3 separate regions of the Zea mays genome follow, and regions 2 and 3 are each linked to region 1. Evidence: chromatin contacts called from public Hi-C data. All regions are on one chromosome and are shown on one strand. Each heading gives the region's core, a stretch centred on a gene start, on an enhancer-like site or on the middle of the called end of the contact. The rest is flanking DNA. Distances are from core to core; before and after follow the strand shown.

The links. Hi-C and Micro-C count contacts between places; a contact is called where the count stands out from the background.
Region 2: a contact with region 1 is called in a Hi-C map of ear, with 5 times the contacts expected there. The contact joins the promoter of LOC118476712 here to the promoter of LOC103650771 in region 1. A contact is called at or near these places in 4 of 25 Hi-C or Micro-C datasets (ear, endosperm, leaf and 1 more).
Region 3: a Hi-C map of leaf shows a contact between it and region 1, with 5 times the contacts expected there. The contact joins the promoter of LOC542507 here to the promoter of LOC103650771 in region 1. A contact is called at or near these places in 11 of 25 Hi-C or Micro-C datasets (bundle sheath, ear, endosperm and 5 more) and 1 of 3 datasets of contacts at active chromatin or transcription factors (leaf).

Annotation. Positions count from the first base shown.
Region 1 is chr3:154,617,480-154,621,707 of Zm-B73-REFERENCE-NAM-5.0, reverse strand. It overlaps LOC103650771, which reads right to left and starts at 1,930. Exons shown (of 1, transcript XM_008676344.4): 1 at 1-1,930. LOC100273469 (Glycerol-3-phosphate dehydrogenase [NAD(+)] GPDHC1 cytosolic) reads left to right here and starts at 1,606. Exons shown (of 6, transcript NM_001147906.1): 1 at 1,606-1,709; 2 at 1,850-2,752. The coding sequence starts at 2,110.
Region 2 is chr3:154,282,318-154,286,545 of Zm-B73-REFERENCE-NAM-5.0, reverse strand. LOC118476712 reads right to left here and starts at 1,937. Exons shown (of 4, transcript XM_035966345.1): 1 at 1,591-1,937; 2 at 1,381-1,510; 3 at 298-402; 4 at 1-224. The coding sequence starts at 1,762. The coding sequence ends at 182. It overlaps LOC103650768 (hexokinase-3), which reads right to left. Exons shown (of 9, transcript XM_008676343.4): 5 at 3,785-3,940; 6 at 3,584-3,682; 7 at 3,377-3,504; 8 at 2,784-2,865; 9 at 2,022-2,704. The coding sequence ends at 2,336.
Region 3 is chr3:154,305,638-154,309,865 of Zm-B73-REFERENCE-NAM-5.0, reverse strand. It overlaps LOC542507 (cytokinin oxidase 2), which reads left to right and starts at 2,417. Exons shown (of 5, transcript NM_001112056.2): 1 at 2,417-3,217; 2 at 3,325-3,452; 3 at 3,543-3,803; 4 at 3,877-4,139. The coding sequence starts at 2,635. LOC103650766 (a long non-coding RNA gene) reads right to left here and starts at 4,086. Exons shown (of 4, transcript XR_564373.4): 1 at 3,567-4,086; 2 at 3,344-3,438.

The DNA of each region.
Region 1 (4,228 bases), core at 681-3,180:
ATTGAAACTTATCTCAGGTGTTTTGTCCATGCTTGTCCCAAGAAATGCTGTCACTGGCTGTCAGTCGCGGAATTTTGGTATAACACCAACTACCATTCGGCAATTGGGCGTTCACCCTTTGAGGTTCTATATGGTCATGCAGCTCGCCATTTTGGTATTGATTCAGTCTCGTCCGTCGCAGTGGAGGACCTCAGACAGTGGTTGACGGACAGAGAAATCATATCCAAGTTGATTCACCAGCATTTGACTCGAGCTCAGTCCCGCATGAAAAAACAGGCTGACAAGAAACGTTCGGAGCGATCATTCCAGGTGGGCGATCAGGTTTACCTCAAACTTCAACCCTAGTTTACCTCAAACTTCAACCCTATATTCAATCATCTGTGGCAGTTCGCTCGAATCAAAAGCTCGCATTTCGATTCTTCGGCCCTTACACAGTGCTGCAACGGGTGGGCACCGTGGCGTACAAGCTTCAGTTACCGGAGACCTCTTCTATACATCCAATATTTCATGTTTCCCAACTAAAAGCTTCAATCGGCCGTCAGCATTCAGTGGTTCCTCAGTTACCTGATGCTAATCCTAGTTTTCAAGTGCCTGTCCAGGTTCTGGCTCACCGCATTATTCAGCGAGGAGGAGCTCTGATTCCACAAATCAAAGTGGTGTGGTCAGGTTGGGATCCCGCCTTAGCGATATGGGAGGACGCTGAGGCCCTGAAAGCTGCGTTTCCGAACGCGCCGGCTTGGGGACAAGCCGCTTCCAAAGGAGAGGGGACTGTCAGCACCTCTGTGGAGGAGGAGGCTGTGGAAGAGACGGAAGTGGAACAGGCAGCACTCGGCGGCAAACGCACTCGACGCACCAACGTTTGTGTGATGAGCCCAGAATGGGCTGTGTAATCCTAGTCTCTTGTAATTCAGGGCCAGCCCATGTGACGGTATAATACCTAGTCTGTGGTTTCTGAAGAGGCATGCAAAACTTAAACAAACTCATACGCAATAACATCCGTCGCCTTCTGCCTCCTGTTCACTGTTCTTCTCTAATCTCTGATTCTTCTTCCACTTCTGATCTCTGAGCATAACAGTAGGCCGTTCGAGTTGCGACCATACAGGCTCGCGGAAAATCGTGGACAGCGATACTTGCGGATGTTGCTCGCCTGTCCCAGTCCTGCATGTGCACGTATGTGCCAGTGTCAACGAAGACAGCGATCAACTCGATCTGTTGCCTGTTTCGTGATAGCATCCCCCATATCCCTCCCCATCGAGTACTCATCCCCCATCTCTGTCGTCGTCGCTGGCGCATCGGTGTCGATCGCAGCAGTTCGCTTCATCACTCAAAAATCCATCTTCGTCAATAACCAGTTCGGGAAGCTGCGAGCGAAGCACTGAAGCAGATGCTTGTCTTGTCTTGTCCCGGCCCTCTCATCCTCCTCCCCCACTCCACTACGGCACTCCCGGCCCTCGCTCGCTTGCTCATTAATGGCGGGCACTGCATGGTTGGCGCCATCCATGCCCATTAACGCCTCCACCCACCTCCGGGCCGCCCCCGCCCCCATCTACTTTTATTCACGCCGATCGGGCACTTGCTTCCAATACAGCGCCGGCCGGGCCGTTGCGTCCGTCCATCCTCATCCCCATCCGCCACCCACCCCGCGCCCCTCCTTCTCACTCCAGTGCTGGCTGCCGGCCAGCTCCGCCCCCGGGGTCCTTGAGCTGGAGGTGGGTGGCGACGTAAAGGCGGCCGCTTGCTTTGCCACCGCCGGCGCTCGTCATCTCCTTACTTATTCATCCCTGCGGCCCTGCTACACATCGGTGCCGTGCCGCGCTTGATTCCGTCCTGTCCTGTGCTTGAATTGTAGGTGGCGGTGGATGACCAGCTCTCGGAGTTTTCTGAGGCGAGGATCGGAGGGCGTTGCGTTAGGTCCGCGGTTGGTGAGCGGCGGTCGGAGCGGTCTCGCGCGCGGCGGGGTCGTTCGATGACGCAGGAATCGCGCTCTGGGAGGGTGGGAATACCTCGCGCTCGCGCTCAAGGTGCTCGATTAATTTACTGCCTGAGGCTGAGGGGGGGCGCGCCTGTGAGCTGAACCGTTCCCGCTGCACTGACTCCTGAGCTCGGGAAATGGTTGGGAGCGTGCACGTCAATGGATCGGTCCACGGCGGCAATGGCACGGCCACGGAGGAGCGGCTGGACGAGCTGCGCCGGCTGCTCGGCAAGTCGGAGGGGGACCTTCTCAAGATCGTCAGCGTCGGCGCCGGCGCGTGGGGCAGCGTCTTCGCCGCGCTACTACAGGACGCGTACGGCCATTTCCGGGACAAGGTGCAGATAAGGATCTGGCGTCGCCCGGGCCGGACGGTGGACCGCTCCACCGCGGAGCACCTGTTCGAGGTGATCAACTCCAGGGAGGACGTGCTCAGGCGCCTCATCCGCCGCTGCGCCTACCTCAAGTACGTCGAGGCGCGGCTCGGAGACCGCACGCTGTATGCCGACGAGATACTCAAGGACGGCTTCTGCCTGAACATGATCGAGACGCCGCTCTGCCCTCTCAAGGTCGTCACTAACCTGCAGGAGGCCGTCTGGGATGCCGACATCGTCGTGAATGGGGTGCCGTCCACCGAGACGAGGGAGGTGTTTGATGAGATCAGCGAGTATTGGAAGGAGAGGATTAGTGTCCCGGTGATAATTTCCCTCGCCAAGGGAATTGAGGCCTCGTTGGATCCAATACCTCGTATCATTACACCTACTCAAATGATTAGCTCTGCAAGTAAGAATCTCTCTTGTCTCTGCCTGCGTATTTTAAACTCAATCACCACAAGTTTCCTTGAGGAAGCTGAATGGTATTGGTTGCAAGAAAAATATTATGATTCGTGGCATGCATGATAAGCTGCTTGATCAAGGTCATGATTAAGATCATGTTTGAATGCACTAGAGCTAATAGTTATCTACTAAAATTAGCTAAAGATATTCAAACAGTCTAGCTAATAGATTAACTATTAGCTACTTTTAGCAATTAGCTAATAGTTAGCTAGCTAATTCCACTAGCAATTTTTTAGCCAACTAACAATTAACTCTAATGCATTCAAACACCCCCTCAATAGTAGAATTCTCGATCAGTTTACAACAAATCTATCATGTGGAAAGCTCATTTGTGTTTTGCAAGATCTCTGACAAACGAACCTGATGTCTATAGTCCAAGCTAACAATTCCAGTATGTTACCTGCCACATTGTCCATTTATAAGAGACAGCATGAGCCCATCTATTGCTTGTCTGTTATAATATAACTAGATAGTAATTTGCACAATTAATGCCATTAGCTGCTGAACACAGTTAGTTTGTGGATATGCATTCACCAACAATCCGTTCGCTCCATAATAGTATCAATTTCCCCTTCCATTTGAAGACTGCACTGAATTCCGATTCATGTGTTTAGCTGTCTATTCCAATTCTCTATTTACCATATGTTTTATGTATACTGGAAGTGAAACACACCAAAGATGTAAATTTATGGCATGCTCATCAGTGGCGGATCCAGGATTGGATCAAAGGAGGGGCTATAAGTTAAAGCATGTTTGGAAGAGCCACCAGCGGCCATTTTGGGGGTGAGTACCACGACGACGTTCTCGCAGGCCTGATGTACTAGCGTGCTGCAGCAGGCCTGCCATGGTGCTGCTTGCAGCAGGGGCGAAGCCAGGATCCAAAATTAGGGGGACCAAATTAGATTAGGGAGGCTGTTAGAAGCATTTTTTGCACTATTTACATGAGAATTAGCTAAAAAACTAACATGTCCTATAGAATTAGGGAAGTATTAGACAGGACATTGCTCCCCTGTCCCTCTAGCTTGTAGCCTGCCTCTTGCGTTGCGCACATGCGCGCTGCTAATTGTTAGATGTGCATTGGCCGTGCGCGCTAGCTCATGACTGTGTCCTGTGTGGTGGTGTGGATTTGCACTGCTGAAGCATGGACGGGTCCAGCGTGGATGCGCGCGCTACCACCTTGCGTGCTGGTGGCACGGATGGAGGCCAAATATATGTGTTGAATGACACGATCAGAAAGAAGGTTGTTGCCTATCTTAGTTAACCATTATAGTCTGCATTTATGTTATAATATACTCTTACGTTCCAAAATAGTTGTCCTTTTAGCTCTTGATTTTTATGTCTATATTCAAATGAATGATGATGAATCTAAACACATATATAAAACACATGCATCACTCAAAAATTATATAAACCTACTAATTCT
Region 2 (4,228 bases), core at 688-3,187, 340 kb after region 1:
CTGTAAGGGTTATGTAACCGTTTTAAAGCAAGCAAGGCAAACATCTTGCCTGGCCTCAATGGCCCTTACACATTCTCTCCCTCCCTCGCTCACTGACATGCCGCCACTCTGCACCCACACCACCACGGTGCCTTCCCGAAGCCAGAAATTCTAACCCAGACCCCCAATGCCACATTACTAGTCACTTTGCAACCGTGATAGGATCAAGGATTCTGCCACCACCACTAGGTAGAGACTATGGATTTAAATAACCTGGCCTGATCGAATTTTCAGCAGTAACTATTTGTACAATCTTACCAGCTTGCAACATGATGCACATGTCCACCAACTCTCTGAACAGCCGTGCTGCAATTATTCAAGAAGCCGATTTCAAGTTCATTCTCTGACAAAGGCATCTCGTTTCTGGTACAAAGAATGAGGAGGATACATGTAGCACTTGTTAGGCGTGTAGCTCGACGAATATACCGACTTGAAAAAAAACAAGAAATTGTTTTCCCAGTTCAAAGCACAGTTGAGTTGTACATACTATTTACCATTTCAACCAAAGACTCCAAAAAAGTGTCTGAACCACCATCTAGTATCTGCTATAATACGGAGCTTTCCTTTCATTTTCTTCAGATTATACATATATCAATATCTATTGAATTCATGTGCTTCTGAACATTTGATCGATAATATGCCCACCACTTGGCGTTACCTTACTTCAAATATGGACAATACGAAATGCAGATGATTGAGAGAGAACATCTGTGTTTGGTTTTAGTAAAGCTCTTTTGTGTCCCTCTGTTATCATCACCACTTTCCGCACACCTTTGATAGCTGATAGTGATAAGAGACAACCTTTAACAACGAAGATCGTCCTGTAAAACTCGTACGTCAAGGAAATTTCCATAATACCAGATCTTATAACGTCTCATCTGAATCAATGTGCTTTTTCCAGGCTATATTGTTGGCTCAGAATAAAAAAGGAAGGAAAAAAAAAGACTAAGTCTCACTAGTCTTCTTCTCCCGGTTGGTGATGTGTCAGTCCAATCCACGTCAAATTAAAGGTAAGTTGATGTGAGAGTGAGACTAAAATATAAAGTCATTCATGTGAAGTTACTTCTAATTGACCGGATTGTTACCGTCAAGAGAGTCCAATCCACCTTATCCTTCAGATAAACCAAGACGCCGTATCAAACTGTAAACGTCAGAAGGATTCGGCGCTACCCACATCATCAATGCAGACAAAATTCCAAACATGCACAAACAAATTCCTGCTCTGCTATGCTACTGATAGCAAAAGGGCGTCATTCCGCTATATTACCGGATTTGTGGAGATCAAAACGCAACAAACAACCGTTAAGGGTGCGAAATTGCCAAGTGTAGAAGGCACTTCACCTTGCGATTGTATCGTAATATCCTCCGGCCGTGCACCATTCGCAGCAAAATCCGTGCAATCCTTGTTGTAACTGCACGAGCGAAACCTCGATACGATAGGCACAGAAACGAATGGTCGAATAGGGGAGCCCTATCGAACAGAACACATGGATGAGAACGGCAAATGGAGGGTGCAATTATCCGGGAGAAGGAGATCGAGAAGGTGCACACAGGAGAGAGAGAGCTCACGACGTGTCCGGCGGCGGCAGAACGGCGACGGCGACAGAGAGACGGCGGGAGGCGCGAGCGGAGGCAGAGGAGACGGGAGGAGCCGACGTGTGGCTCGGAGCCTTCTGGAAGAAGCCGTCGCGCCTTTTCGAATGGGGCACGCGCCGGGTTCCATGGCAATTGGGTTCCGCCGGCTTTTGCCGTTTGTGGCCCGTGGCCCACGTACGTACTGCCTTGATGGTATGGGCCAATTCTCTTATTGGGCTTCTTTCTAACTACTCAAGGATCCAGTCGTCTCAGCTCATACAGTTTGGTGCTCCCCTGTCTAATCAGACCATCTGATGAATGTTTGATCTCTGATCTCTTAGTAAATGACTCAGTAGATGATCCTTCAACCTCAAGGACCAATGTGATGTCCATTGCTGCGTCCAACATTAGAAAAAAAAAATGGTTATCTCAGCTTGTCATGACTCATGACATTTTGCCATTTTGGTCACAAGATCAGTTCATCAGCAACTCGGACTTACAAAGAATCATAATTCCCTTCCACACTGAAAAAAAAAGGTAAACCTAGTACACAGCAACGCCTACATCCACAAGAGCAAGGCAGAAGAGTGATAAGAGCTTGAGATAGGAGAACAGGTATTTCTCTGCACAAGACCAGATTTTATATATATGAATATAGATATCAAATAATATCCCTTTTTACATTTGCACAGAGGGGCTGTATCACCATCTTCCCTTCTCCCTATATGGAACCTTGCTGTCTATTCGACGAATGTACGGCGGCGAGGAGGGCAGCGCCGGCCCCAGACCCATCCACTGTCACCTCCAGTGTCACCGTCCGCGCCACCTCCTCCCCCAAGATCTCCACCAGGGCTTCATCTAGGTACTCCCTGAACTCCGGGTAGCCCTCATATAGGCCACCCTCGATCGCCACCACCGTCCGCCTCAGCTGCCCTCGCGTTCTCCCGCTTGAGGCAATGCCGCTCCCATCCCGACCCAGCTTTTTCAGTATCCCAACAATGCCAGCGGCGGCTAGGCGGGCAGCTCTCCGGGTGACGATGTCGCAGACTTTGACGACTAGCCTCCGAGTTTTCAGAGGAGTGTCCGGTATCTGCAGCAAAATCACCAAAACTTCAGTACAGGTTGAAGGAACACACATGCTTAACTTCAGGGAGATCGGGAAAGCTGACCTTCAGATGGTCTTGCAATATCCTTCTGACTTCGCTCAGATCTGGTGAATCGTCCTTGCGAATTGCAGCCAGAAGTGGTGTGCTGGAACACAAACAGAAGCATATACTAAAGTATCAGCAATATTTTCTGCGCACAAGCTTTAGTTTAGGTAATCGCCAACGTGATTTTGCCTTTTAGTGTTTGGTTCGACCCAACTAAAGTTTAGTTCCTGTCACATCGAATGTTTGAATGATATTTATGGGTATTAAATATAGTTTAATTATAAAACTAATTACGCAGATGAAGACTAAAATACGAGACGGATTTATTAAACCTAATTAAGCCTATATTTAACACCCAATGACGCATAAACATGAAACATTCTGCAGTAATATGCACAGCTGAGCAGGAAGGTTTCCAACATAGATATGATATGGATCATGTACTTGACATTGGGAAGCATGAATCCAAAGATGCAGAACACAACATAGAGTACTGCATTGGTAGCAAATATAACCCGATACTTGCTACGTTTCCTTTGAAAAAATCTACTTCACCTTTTCCACTACACAAAAAAAAATGGAATAAACAAAACATAGAAAACTTAAGGTACCTCAATGTGAAGGGGGTGGATAGATTATCAGCGGCATCACCAAAGACATCTGATTCTAGAGCCATTCGATGCAGCACCAGCCTTGCAATTTCCCCAAGATAAATCCCAGATATCATTTTTTCAAACCCCTGGATCAATGTCAGATTTGTTCAGTAATACTAACAAAAGGTACAGCTATTCCATAACATACTTTACACAAAGTGTCACCTGATCATTGCGATTTTGCGTCTCATCATCAAGGGAGATGTCATAAGGAGTTCTTGGCAAATGTGATGACCAGAAATTGCCCCATTCCATGTTTACAACCTGATGAATTGAACGATTGAATAAGAACTACATCTTTGTCCACAGGATAAATCGATGATATTGATAATTTGGATACAGAGCAAAGCAGCAAGAGAATAATACCATGCCACCAGAGTTTGTAAGAAGACCCTGACATTTAATAATTGCATCAGTGCGTTCGATATAGCAAGCATTGGTGCCAGCACCGATTATCACAGCAGCCACTGTATCCTCATCGTGATAATGACCTAGAGCTAACGTCCCCACAGTGTCATTCACCTAAGTAGAAATAGAGCTAAGGTAAGTATTTATAAGGTGCTAAAACTAACACACTATTAAAAAGCAATAAGCATAAGAATATGCTAGTTGAGAATATTCTCTTGCTAGCCCAAAGAAATTGCTTGGTGAAGCAAATTTGAGAGACCAAGACTAACAATCTGAAGAGCTTTGATACTACAGGAAAAGCTGGCATCAATAAAAGGTTTAAAAGCGCACAAATAACAGATTTTCCAGGGAATGACACAGCTATCAACTAAATTTAATGAAACATAAAGGCTGCCCAGTTAG
Region 3 (4,228 bases), core at 1,168-3,667, 310 kb after region 1:
CACAATGGCGTCTATCATTGGTACCATCTCAATCGGCTGACTTGTCTATAACTACTGTTAACGGAGGTCCCTTGTGCATCATGCAGTTTTAGAAGAGCACCTCGATCGCAAGCGCCTCATTATTATCATCATTCTCTTAAACTGGTCAGAAAACTGACCATCAGCTAAAGTGATACTGACATACTGTATCTTTGTAGATAATTAAATGGAGAAAAATCTCCTTCTGTTCCGTCTGGCCGTTAAATGCCGAATCCATGCATATATAAATCTGTACGTAGGCTCAAAGCACAGTGTGCATTTTGGCTTTCCAGCTAGCATACATACATGTGACTGCTGACGATGAATTGTGTGGACCACATTGGCACAACGGTGCATTGCAACGGACGGGCGCCGTCAAGGTCAAACGCATAAAAGGCTGTCATTTGGCAACACAATGAATCAGTGGCGCCACGCCATCCGTCCACGATCCACCGTTCTTGGTGTAGTGGTTGGTCCCAGCGCTTGAAGGCCAGGCCGAGGCCGTGTTCTGGAAGGTGGCCTGTGGTGAGCACTAAACATGTGTGTGCTTTTGCCTTTCCAAGCCAGAGGGCCGGTCTCTTAATATACATAACATACACACCACTTTTTCATTTTGTTCATTATTACGGTCTAATGCAAACAAAGCCATTTGCAGAATGTGCTACATAGCAGGTATGTTTCTCTTTTTTTCCCTGTAAAATTTGTAGACTTATCACAAGAATAAGTTTAACCATTACTAGAATAGTTCCTCACATGTTTGTTTACCATCGGGGCGGGAACAGCTTGCATTGCAAAAGCTGCGCAAGTATTAGGGCCCTCTAGATTTTTTTAATAGTAGTAGTATATATAATATATAGGTGTTACTATTTGAGTTGTTAGGCCATCTGCGGCAGATTTTCTATGACATCCCTTATTTCAAACTTTATTTTGCAAACAGTTGTCATATACCCTATTTTAGGCGAATCACTGAAGACAGGTAAGTTTTGGCACGGATGAGGTGGAGAGTGGACAAGAATCTCCGTTGTGGAGTCTGCCTACCAGTACCAGGCAAAGTAATGCATGCGCGCGGACAGGATGGACGGTCGAAGTGGCCTCCCTGCCTCCACCCCGACGACGACGCATGGGCTCCGTCCCCTTCGCTTGCTTCCTGCTCCAGCTAGCTCCATCGCCTAGTGCTCCGCTCCGCCGCACAGGAACGGAACGGAACGGACCGAACCACTTGGTCGCATCCCGATGCGTTGCCGTCTGCCGGTGTCCATCGTGTCGGTTTCACCTCTGCACTAGCATAAATTCCTTGACACCAACAGCGAGCGACATCATCGGCTCAGCCCTACAAGTCACGAGTGTTCTGACTGACCAGCTAGCAATAGCAATCTGCTGCTCTGCTTGACTTGCTCGGACGATCCGCCGCTGCTTGCGTTCGGCTCCAGTAGGCTATCCTCCGCGACGTCGTCGATCTGGACTCCATGGCGTCCACACAGAATCGACACGAGCTTGGTGTGCCGCGTACGCATGTGTGCGTATGTATGCCTCGTCTTCCACATGCAAACATACGCAGAGGAAGGGGAAAGGCGGCAGCAAACGCGACGGTCCAAGTCGTACCACAGAAGTGGTCGCGCATGTGTGCCCAAGTTGCCATCACCCGGATGCTATTAGATTTCCAGAAACTAACTTGTGAGGACCCCTGGTGTCTGCTAGCTGCTCTCCAACTCCAACCTGTCAATCAATTCCCAGACGGACAAGCTGAGCTCACAGCTCAAGCTCAACAACGATGGCCGGCCGGGTCACCATGGAACTGATCCTCTACAGTACAGGCATGGGAAAATGGAGGAGGAGAGCAGGGCAGTGAGGCCACAGAATCAGAGGCTGATTAGTGTTGGTGAGCTCCAATCCAACAGCATATGACCAGCGAGCAGAACATAGGGATGTCCTGTGGGCTTGCCCAGGGACAGACGCATGCAAGCCATGTGACTGTCCGGAGAGAGAGCCGGTGATACTGGAACAGAGGATCCGATCCTGCCCCCCTTCTTTTGCCTCTCCCTCTCTCACACACACAGTCTCACCTATATGTGGCTATGTCGTCTCCATTAGGCTGTTAACTAGCCAACACATGTTCCCCCGTTGCTTAAGACAGCAGCTACAAAGCGAGAACATCATGCTCTAAAAAGAAACTTCCGCAATGCACCACTAGCACATGTCTGCGCCTCAATTCGCAACCGGCAAGCAAGCAAGCCGGCAAGCAGACAGTCGCCATACGGTTTTTACCAAACAGCTAGCGCCCACAGCTGACTAGCTGACCACCGCACCACCCACACTCCTCCTCGCGAGTCGCGAGGCAAGCCGCAAGCTCCTATATAGAGAGGCCCCCTCCCTCCCCTGCATGGACAGCCACCGCCTTCTTCAACCCTCCTTCCGTCTTCCTCCTCTAGTCTTACCTCGTTGCACCTCAAGAAACTTGGCGCGCAACCAGGAAACCCCCTCTTCTCTCTCTCTCTCTCTCTCTCTCTCTCTGCCTTCTGATTCCAAGCTCCCCAACTGCCCAGCACCAACCTGCCGAACTCCCCTCCTTTTTGTTGGTTTGTCGAATTATAAATTGAGCCCGGCCGGCTGACTACCATGAAGCCGCCATCACTGGTGCACTGCTTCAAGCTGCTGGTCCTGCTGGCGCTCGCCAGGCTGACCATGCACGTCCCCGACGAGGACATGCTATCGCCCCTCGGCGCGCTGCGCCTCGACGGTCATTTCAGCTTCCATGACGTCTCCGCCATGGCGCGGGACTTCGGCAACCAGTGCAGCTTCCTGCCGGCCGCCGTGCTCCACCCAGGCTCGGTCTCCGATATCGCCGCCACCGTGAGGCACGTCTTCTCCCTGGGCGAGGGCTCGCCGCTCACCGTCGCGGCGCGCGGGCATGGACACTCCCTCATGGGTCAGTCCCAGGCCGCCCAGGGGATCGTGGTCAGGATGGAGTCGCTCCGGGGCGCTAGGCTCCAGGTCCACGACGGCTTTGTCGATGCCCCCGGAGGAGAGCTCTGGATCAATGTCCTGCGTGAGACGCTGAAGCACGGCCTGGCACCCAAGTCGTGGACGGACTATCTCCATCTCACGGTCGGTGGCACCTTGTCTAATGCGGGGGTCAGCGGCCAGGCGTTCCGCCACGGACCGCAGGTCAGCAATGTCAATCAACTGGAGATTGTGACAGGTCTCAAACGAACTCACAAAGCATTCAATCAACTAGCTTGGAGCATACATAACGAAACATAAAAAAAAACAGTCGCTGATCGTAATAATCGTAAAAACCAAATGCAGGAAGGGGAGACGTCGTTACCTGCTCACCCGAGGATAACTCTGATCTCTTCTATGCTGCTCTCGGCGGTCTTGGTCAGTTCGGGATCATAACCAGAGCAAGGATTGCACTTGAGCCTGCTCCAGAGATGGTAAGTCATCAGACAAGCGATTCAGTTAAATGAAATCTCCAGACAGCATGCAGTCATTTAGTAAATGGATGTATATATATACAATGACAGGTGAGGTGGATAAGAGTTCTTTACTCGGATTTTGAAAGCTTCACCGAAGACCAGGAGATGTTGATCATGGCAGAGAACTCCTTTGACTACATTGAAGGTTTTGTCATCATAAACAGGACAGGCATCCTCAACAACTGGAGGGCGTCCTTCAAGCCACAGGACCCAGTCCAAGCAAGCCATTTCCAGTCAGATGGAAGAGTGCTATACTGCCTCGAACTAACCAAGAACTTCAATAGTGGCGACACTGATACCATGGAACAGGTGAGCCTGTTATTTCACTTTGCACCAAGATATTAGACTCCAATGATAATAACTGTAAATTTTATGTTTACAGGAAGTTGCTGTACTGCTATCTCGGCTTAGATTCATACAGTCTACTCTATTCCACACCGATGTCACGTACCTGGAGTTTTTGGACAGGGTGCACACCTCTGAGCTGAAGCTGAGGGCACAAAGCCTCTGGGAAGTTCCACACCCTTGGTTGAATCTTCTGATACCGAGGAGCTCAATCCGCAGATTTGCTACGGAAGTCTTTGGCAGGATCCTGAAAGATAGCAACAATGGTCCTATATTGCTTTATCCAGTGAACAAATCAAAGTAACTTCCTTCACTTGCAAAAATTACTGTCACAAATAATAAGTTAATCTAGTTGCGCACGGTTAAGGTAGCTCAATTCGTCTGTTCGT